Regions from separate parts of the Mus musculus genome. Here all the other regions are linked to region 1. Evidence: chromatin contacts called from public Hi-C data. All regions are on one chromosome and are shown on one strand. Each heading gives the region's core, a stretch centred on a gene start, on an enhancer-like site or on the middle of the called end of the contact. The rest is flanking DNA. Distances are from core to core; before and after follow the strand shown.

Region 1 (2,753 bases), core at 115-2,614:
GACTGAAAGACCATAACAATGAGTCCAGGATGAGTTTTGGACACTGGGGGGGGGGTCTGTTCTGCCTCCATCCTACATGTTGCTGTGTTCTGGCTCTGCTCCATCATGTCTTTCTTGTTCTGAGGCCATCTTGATGGCTATCCAAGCAGATGGGGGTGAAGTGAGGTGGCCAGTATGGAGGGTGGCAGAGATGAGCCATTAGTCCTCACCTAGAGCCTTCTCCATGATTGAGGAGATGGCAAGAAAACAGATAAGGTTCAGAACTGTGTGCTTCCCCAGGAAGGTGCAGACAGAGCCTCGAGGACCTCCGGGAGGGAAGCCTTCCCATGCAGAGTGGCTGGGGAGAAGTCAGGTGTGTACAGTCTAAGTGGGAGTGGCTTGCTTGGTCATGCTTTTCTTACCTTATTCCTGATAGAGATGTGAGAAGGTGCATTCTATATGAAAGGAAAAGGAAGTTGACATGGAAATCAAGGAAAATACAATAGAATCATGGGGCAGGGCAGGGCGAGACATAAGCCTGCTAGAGATGATAAGTCAATTTGGGTTAAGCAATGACAGCAAGAGGGAGAGGCTGGTCACTTGCCGGTCATCTCATCCATGGGGTCTAAGTGTACTAGATGCAGAGACTGAGAGGCTGCGGAGAGCTGACACACAGCAGGGGATGCTGAGGCACCGTGCTGAAGGGTATCGCTGAGGTAATCATGGCCTTCCAGGAAGAATGCTTCTAAGGGAATGCTGCCAAAGAAGAGTGTTCTTGGCCAAGGAAACAGCATGGGCCGGGCTCCATGTCTTTGTCAAGGTCCAGTGGAGGGCATGCCTGCTGTCTCTTGTCAGCGTGGTCCTTAGATGGCATGACCCAGTGGGTCTCTGGGGACTTGTGAAAACAGTTTGAGGGTAGATGACTTTGCACAGGTAAGGGGCCACAGGGAGACATAATGCTGGATATGAGAGACTCACTCTATTTACATGCCAGGGACAAGACAGGGGTCAGGGCTTCTGTGGCCCTTGTGGTTGGAACTGTCAGTAGCTGGACCAGTGCCTGAGGAGGTGGAACCCGGGCAGGTCAAGAAGCCTGATTGGGTAGCCTACCTCCTGGTCTCAGCCCACATACTCCGCAAAGTCACCTCTATAAGGGCACTCCCAGGCATTTTTCTCACGAAATTGAAAACAACAACACATGCTCTGCGACCCATCAGGAAGCAAGTGGAGAAACCTGAGCTGCCCCACGCTCCAGCCTCCTATTTTGGGGGCTTTGTCTGTTCTATTTTTGAGGTTGGTGAACTGGTTTCCTGTTTGTTATAAAACGGGTGTTGTCACCGTCTGGGTCTGCCCTAGCTCTGGCCTGGCCCAAAAGGAGGTGGACTCAACATCTCTGCCTGGGGTCAGTTCTGTTCTGCGCTAAGACCAGAGGGGAGCCAGGATCCACACAGTCTGGGCACCCGCTGGCTGGCACACGAGGTGGGCAGCGAGCATGGTGCGGGCTGTTGTACTCCTTCTCGTGGTGCCCTCGATCCCTTGCCATTCCTGAGAGACTAGCTGCACATCATAAAGAGGGATATTTCATAATGGAAGGCCAGGCAAAGCACGAGGCTGGGCCTTAGAGGAGATCCATCGGTGTCTGGAAGGATGTCAGAGAGGAAAGTCAGAAACCTCCCGCTAATTGGCACTTTCTAAATGACTGTCAATTTTTACAATTTTACAACCCACTTTTTCTTAAATTATCATTGATCATTCTCACTGATAAGGAGCCTGAGGCTCAAGGACCATGGATTCAGTGTAGAGCCCTGGACCACAGCCTCCTTCTCCCTCCCTGCCCCCACCTCATTTTGAGTGAAGTTGCAGTGGACAGAAGAGCTTGGGAGGCGGCAGGGGTGGAAAGGGAACGAACTTGTGGTCTCTAGCTACTGCTTTCCCAAGCTGCTTGGGTACTTCCTAAATGACCAGGGAAGTGGTGGCCCTGTGTCAGAGGACAGAGTGACTCACAGGGAGGTGACCCAGCTCTCCAGCCAGGAGCAGGGAGGGCTTAAGTTCATAGACACTTTCTCCCAGAGCAGCCAGAGGGTCAGGTCCCAAAGGGGTGTCTAGGTCATGATGTCTCTTCTGCATTTCCCAACTCCTTACCTGCCCCCCCCCCAGCCTCTCACCCCTGTTCTACCCTCTGACATACCCACACCAGAGTCTCTAAACTCTTTTCTTTGTCTTTTGAGATTAAAACAAAAAAGAAACCTTCTAGAAGTATTGGTGTCCTTGTGGGCTGGCTCTCTCATGTCCTTGGTAGCTTAGGGTGGTTTCAGCCTGCATCTGGGCTCCAAGCACATTATAGTATGGATAGCTGAGATGTTTCATTGCATATTCCTCAATGGCTGATGCTCACACTATACAAGCTTCTTGCTAGAGTTTCTGCAGCCACTCTCTAGAGCAGTGGTTCTCAACCTTCCTAATGCTGGGACCTCTTCATACGTTCCTCATGTCCTGGTGACTAGTGGCCATAACATTATTTTGTTGCTATTTCATAAGTATAGTTTTGCTACTTTTATGAGCTGTAACGTGAACGTTGGCTATGTGGGATAGCCGATAAGTGGCTGGAAAGGTTCATGACCCACAGGTTGAGATCCACTACTCTAGCAGCATTCTTAAGACTCAGTAGCTCTAGTTCTCTGTGTAGTGCCATGATGGGGCTGGACAGGACAGATCAGGAAGAACGACATCACTCTGGAGACTGTGGAAGAAGGACAGAGGAAACCTCAGAGAGG
Region 2 (2,753 bases), core at 78-2,577, 180 kb after region 1:
CCCAACATCTACCATACATGCATAATGGCATGCACTCATCATGCACTGATTATTATTACATATGATAAATTTAGTAAGCGCTCAATATACAAAATCATAGAAATAAGTTACTTGTCTATACACTGGCAATGATCTATCTTAAAAGTAAGGTAGGAAAACAATATCATTTGCAGTGGTACACAAAACAATAATATAGTTAGGAATAAACTTAACCAAGGAAAGGAAAGAGTTATATACCAAAACCAAAAAAATTCTCATTAAGAAAAATTGAAGACCCAAATGTAAAGGCATCTTGCATCTCATGTTCATGAACTAGAAGAATTAATGTTGTTTAATTTCCATACTGTCCTAAGAAATCTACAGATTTGGTGTATAAACATACTAACATGCTCTTTACAGGAATAGATAAAACCCAATTTTATATATATATGAAAATCCCTATGAAAAACTAAATCCTGAAGAAAAATAAGAAAGCTGGAAACAATGCACCTCTTGGTTGCAAATTATGTTACAAAGATACAGTAATCAAAGCAGTACAGTATTAGGCATATAGACCAGTGAAACAGAATAGAGATCTCAAAATAAACCCATACATCTATGGCCACCCATCTTTTGCCAAGAATACACAATGATGTATTCATATCCACATATGGAGAAATGAGACTGAAGCTTTACCTTATATCACACCTACAAAAATCAACTCAAAGTGGATTAAGGACTTAAATGTAAAACCTAGAATTGGATCTCACCGTCACACAGGAGAAAAACTTCATGGCACAATCAGATTGGCTGTTGAGTTGAGCTCCTTCCTGATCCTATTAAAAGCATTGCTGTTTGGGGGTGGGGGTGGGGCTCGGGAGATGACCCGATGGGTGATGTGATTGTTGCACGGGCATGAGGACCTCAGTTTGGGTTTTCAGCTCCCACATAAAGAGCTAGAACAGGAGGTGTGCGCCTGTAATTGCAGTGCCAGGGAGGCGGAGCTAGGGGTGGGGGGAGGGAGAGGCATGATCTCCCATTTGAACTCAGAGCTTGCATATTGGGCTAGTCTCGCCAGCCTGTCCTGGGGGGGGGGGGGTCTCCCGTTTCCACCTCCTGAGGTCTGGGGTTACAGCCAGCCTGCCTGACATTTACGTGGGTGCTTTACCTGCTGAGCCATTTCCACACTCTTCCTTTCTTTCTTGATAGAAGCTATCCTAACTAACGTGGGTGAGAGGGGATTGGATTCTGGGCTTGAGTTCCTTTTCTCTAATAATCAGACCTGCTGGACATCTTTCCCTGTGCTTATTGGTTATTTGAAGAACTTCAGAGACGTCTGCTGGAGTCCTGTGGTCATTTTAAAAGCAGAAGTCCTTGCTTTTGTTGTTGCTGATTCGTAGGCATTCTTTACTGCATGGAACTTACTCTGTCAGAGCTATAACTACAGCTATGTCCTCTCAGTCTGCAGGCTTTTCACCCTCTTCTGATTTGACCATTGACGTGTAGGGGTCACTGATCTCAATGCTGTCCAGTTTAATCTTTTTGACTTTTTTGCTTTGTGTTATATTTAAAATATCATTACTAGTTCCAACATCACAAGGCTTTTCCTGTATGTTTTCTTCTAAGGGTTTTATAGTTTTGGCTTTGTGTTGAGGTCTTGTTTCCAATTTGAGTTGACTTAGGCCGTTTTCAGTTGGACTGGCCCTGTATGAGGAGTTCCGTGGAACATTTGAGATGGAGCAGATAAATAAAACATGTTGCAGAGTGGTCATGACTGCATGCCACTGCAAGGACAGTAATGTCCACCTGCCACACAGGCATGAAGAGAGAGACTGTAGGCAGTGCCCTTGTTCACTGTGGGCATAGTCAACAACAGTGATCTGCCCTTCTAGTATACTTATAGGATGTGTGTGCTTCTATGCCTGTGCGCCCACTCACATGCCTGTGTGTATATGTATGCCTGTGTATGTGTGTGTGTGTGTGTGTGTGTGTGTGTGTGTGTGTGTGTGTGTGATGTTGTAGTGTGTTCTTTCCTTAATTAAAAAATTATCTATCTACTGTGTGTATATGAGTGAGCACATGTGTACCATGGACAATTTGTGAAACTTGGTTCTCTCCTTCTGCCGTGTAGATTCCAGAAATTGACCTCAGGTGATCTGGCTTGGCACCAAGTACCCCTACCCACTGAGCCATCTTGCCACTGGCCCTGTTGTCCCATGTCCTATATATGTCCCTTCATGGTAGACAGAAGAACCCTAACTACTTAGGCAGCTTTTTGTACCAATGTCACTTAAACAAAATGTGGTCAAAAGACAGCTGGAGACCTACTGGGCGCTGACAAGCATACAGGCTGCTGTAGAATCCAGATCTGTTCCAGGCAGTGATCCTGGCAGAGCACAGTAGCCAGAAGATACGAGTCTGACCCGGTCTCCTGACAGGTTCTAGTCTTCCCCAGGGTGTCCTCAGTAGCACTTCCTGGCCCATTGAAGATAAGTAGGTCGGCTTAAGTTCACAAGTGCCCACTGAGTTCTCTCGGTGTCCAGACATGGCTTTGGATGCTTCTAGGGAAGGCAGATAAAAATAAATGACAAGGCAGGAGGGCAGCATGCTAACTAGGTGGATAACAATGGGCAACCCAGTGGATGAATTAGCCCCAAGCATCTGGGCTCTGCTGGGCCCCTGCTGATATGAGCTGCGACCCCAATGCTGGCTCATTTTCAGCATCACTGGAGCAAGACATCAGCATGGCAGACACTTTTCCAGGTAAAATAAAA
Region 3 (2,753 bases), core at 161-2,660, 170 kb before region 1:
GGAATGGGAAATTTTGATTTGTGTTCTTAAAAGCTAATCTGTTATCAGTTTATAAAAAAGGGGGGAGGGGAGGGATTAAAGGAGAGGTGCTAAGCCAGGGAGACATTAGGAAGCCAAGGCTAGAATCCAGAATGAGGTGATCCAGGCTAAGACAGGTGGTGACATAGGATGGATCCTGGAAGAAATAGACCCCAGATGACAAGCCATATAAACAGCAACTGCCTTCCTATAACAGGACAAACACTCACCAGAGCCACTGACAGAATTGTTCAAGTTCAAGAAACCATTTTGTGTGTGTATCCCCAAAGCTACTGGATGGAATGGGGCTAATGAGAAGCCTCTATAGGAAACAGATCTTCCTTCTTCACAAGAAGGGAGGGTAGCATTTAGCTCGAGTGGGAAACTCCTTCAGTGCAGGCTGTTGTAATTCTTGGCTAAGTCAACACTCATTATTCTAGCCATTCTAGCCTCTGAAGTGTGGAGGTCGCAGAGGGGAGGCCCCGATCCAGAGCAGCAGCCTCACTTCCCCACTTACTGATGGAAGACACAGGCACTCTAGGCACGAAGAGTTGGGGGTGTAAAGGGCGATTATTTTGATGTTGTTGCCCAGAGAAGGGGTGTAAGTCTGACTGTTTTGAAGTGGAACCATTAGAACACGTTGGTATTTCTTTTTCTGTGATTTGGTTGGAGAATGTTCTTGTAGGAACTCTGTTCTCTGGTGACCCTGTTAAACCAGTGCTGGAGAGCCCATGTGCATCCTGTGGGTGCTGGGGAAGTTGCCCACCCCGGCGCTTTTCTTTTCTGCTGAAACTCAAACTGTGTGCTGCTGTGAGAGGCTGGGTGAGATGTTTGAATGACCACACTGACTGGAAAACAGGATAATGTGGGGGAAGCAAATGAGATTTGCACAGGAAACCACAAAGACAGAGAGGATATGGTTGGGAATGCTGAGTTCACTCTTCTCTTGGTACTTTACATATTTCTGGCTTAGAATGCAGCATTTCTTAAATATTCATATTTATAAATTCATAGGTGGAATTATATTGTGTAATTGAACGGGAACAAACTGTATAAATCTCTCTCTCTCTCTTTCTCTCTCCCTCCCTCCCTCTCCCCTTTTCCTCTTTCTCCCTCTTCCCCTCCCTCCCTCCCCCTCTCTCTGCACAAAGACTTTGGTCTTGATTTTTCAATATCTTTTAGGCTGGTGTTTCTCAATAACTTCTGTTTTGTTTTTTTTTTTTAATCCCCTGACCCATTTGGCGCTACCTGGAGACGTGGCTGGTTGTTGTAGCTAGGGTTGGCCTATGTACTTCCTAGCAGTTGGTGGGTAGAGACAAGAGATGCTGTTGACTATTTGTTCTAGGACACACAGCATCATGTCTTTTCTGCCACAGAGAACTGTGCAGCCCAACGTGTCACAGTCGTCAAGGTGGGAAACTTGTCATGATAGATGATTATGCAGATTCTTATCAAGAGCAAGTTGAGGGTCAGGGAAGAAGAAGGGGGAGAAACAGAGAAAGCAAAACTTTCTCTTTGGAGTATCATATCTGACATCCAGAAGGAGACCCAGTTAAGCTGAACTACTCTCTGCCACTGGGAGCTCTCTCAAAAGCTCGATTGCTCAACTCAGTAGTTTGGAACAGGAAGTGGAGGCCCTCGTAGTGGCAGGAAGCTGAAGGGGTGATGATTTGTAGAGGCAGAAGGTTTATATGCTGAGCAGGGCAGCCGGGCCCTACCAGAATGCTTTTGTAAAGTTCTAGGGACGTTTTCAAAGGTTGTCTTGTTGAGGACATTGAATGTGGTGCTGAGAAGACACAGCCTTTGCTCCAGCATTGTGACCTTCTAGAAGGCCATGGGTCTGAAGGCCTGTGTACATTCCAAATCGTCCCAAGAAGACAGCCAACAGCATTTTCAGGTTGCATCTTCTCCCCATGTCTCTTTAACATTCTCTTTTAACTACAGGAAATTTGAAGCATAAATAAAAATAAAGAAAATAGTAAGAGTCTTATCTGTATACTGCCCATCTTCAGTGACTGTCACCTGCAAACTAATTGGGATCTGTATTCCATCCCTGACTGTCCCCTTTTCCTAGTGTTGGGAATCAAACCAAGAGCCTTGCACATACTAGACAAGCTCTCCCACTGAGCTATGTCCCTAGACTATCTAACCCTCCTTTCTCTTAAGTGTGGACATAGAGTAAAAAGCTGCTGGTTTCCTGCTTGGGCAGTCAAGGAGATAAGTGGTTTTGGATGCTTCAGTCTCCCTAGAGGAAAACCGATGATGGACACACCACAATTAGAGGAGCCACGAGGGCTGCCTGTAAAAGGAGTAGGTTAGGTATATCAGGCATGGAGTGAGGGGTGGAGCTTAGCTCTTCTAGGTGAGTGAGCACAAGCCTTCAGAGACAGTTTGTTTCTTTTGAATGAGATGGAGGAGCCTGGATGGAGGAGCACACCTGGAATGCTCTCCTGGCAGAATCCCACATAAGGATCTAGGCACAGAGGCTTGTGTTTCTGGAAACAGCATAGCTACCTCATCTCCTTCCTGCTTCACCCCAGGTGTGCAGGGGTGGTGAGTGCCGAGTGTTCAGGGTCGACTCTGGCTCTCGTCTGGTGGCTTCTTGTGGAGTGGCTCCTCTCTAAAAGCATAAGCTGGAGAGGCAGGCACTTGTTAGTCTGAGAGGCCCTTTGTCCTCTGTCCCTGCATCTGGCAGCAGAGGAAGGCCTCCTTTCCCAGCGTCAGTAGCCTACCCC

What was found. A called contact is a pair of places that touch in the nucleus more often than the background predicts.
Region 2: a Hi-C map of bone marrow-derived macrophages shows a contact between it and region 1, with 47 read pairs. The contact joins two enhancer-like sites. A contact is called at or near these places in 4 of 39 promoter capture datasets (the C10 cell line, hippocampal neurons, liver and 1 more), 1 of 15 datasets of contacts at CTCF or cohesin (CD8 T cells), 6 of 484 Hi-C or Micro-C datasets (the C3H10T1/2 cell line, CD8 T cells, bone marrow-derived macrophages and 2 more), 2 of 115 datasets of contacts at active chromatin or transcription factors (both in microglia) and 3 of 9 other capture datasets (adipose tissue, embryonic stem cells and liver).
Region 3: a contact with region 1 is called in a Hi-C map of bone marrow-derived macrophages, with 2.6 times the contacts expected there. The contact joins two enhancer-like sites. A contact is called at or near these places in 8 of 39 promoter capture datasets (the 3T3-L1 cell line, 3T3-L1-derived adipocytes, embryonic stem cells and 4 more), 2 of 484 Hi-C or Micro-C datasets (the N1E-115 cell line and bone marrow-derived macrophages) and 3 of 115 datasets of contacts at active chromatin or transcription factors (VIP interneurons and bone marrow-derived macrophages).

What each region holds. Positions count from the first base shown.
Region 1 is chr4:119,910,482-119,913,234 of GRCm38.p6, forward strand. All of the region lies in intron 1 of Hivep3 (human immunodeficiency virus type I enhancer binding protein 3), which reads left to right. Among named protein-coding and RNA genes, the nearest start is that of Hivep3, 97 kb to the left of the region's middle. Within about 2 kb of position 1,365, at least 25 of the 459 cell types and tissues checked have an H3K27ac peak or open chromatin away from gene starts, as enhancers often do. A contact at or near this core is called in bone marrow-derived macrophages and microglia, where this site is marked.
Region 2 is chr4:120,086,609-120,089,361 of GRCm38.p6, forward strand. All of the region lies in intron 3 of Hivep3 (human immunodeficiency virus type I enhancer binding protein 3), which reads left to right. Among named protein-coding and RNA genes, the nearest start is that of Gm36215, 13 kb to the left of the region's middle. Within about 2 kb of position 1,328, at least 5 of the 459 cell types and tissues checked have an H3K27ac peak or open chromatin away from gene starts, as enhancers often do. A contact at or near this core is called in bone marrow-derived macrophages and microglia, where this site is marked.
Region 3 is chr4:119,737,186-119,739,938 of GRCm38.p6, forward strand. It overlaps a transcript of Hivep3 not described here. Among named protein-coding and RNA genes, the nearest start is that of Gm35957, 14 kb to the left of the region's middle. Within about 2 kb of position 1,411, at least 87 of the 459 cell types and tissues checked have an H3K27ac peak or open chromatin away from gene starts, as enhancers often do. A contact at or near this core is called in bone marrow-derived macrophages, where this site is marked.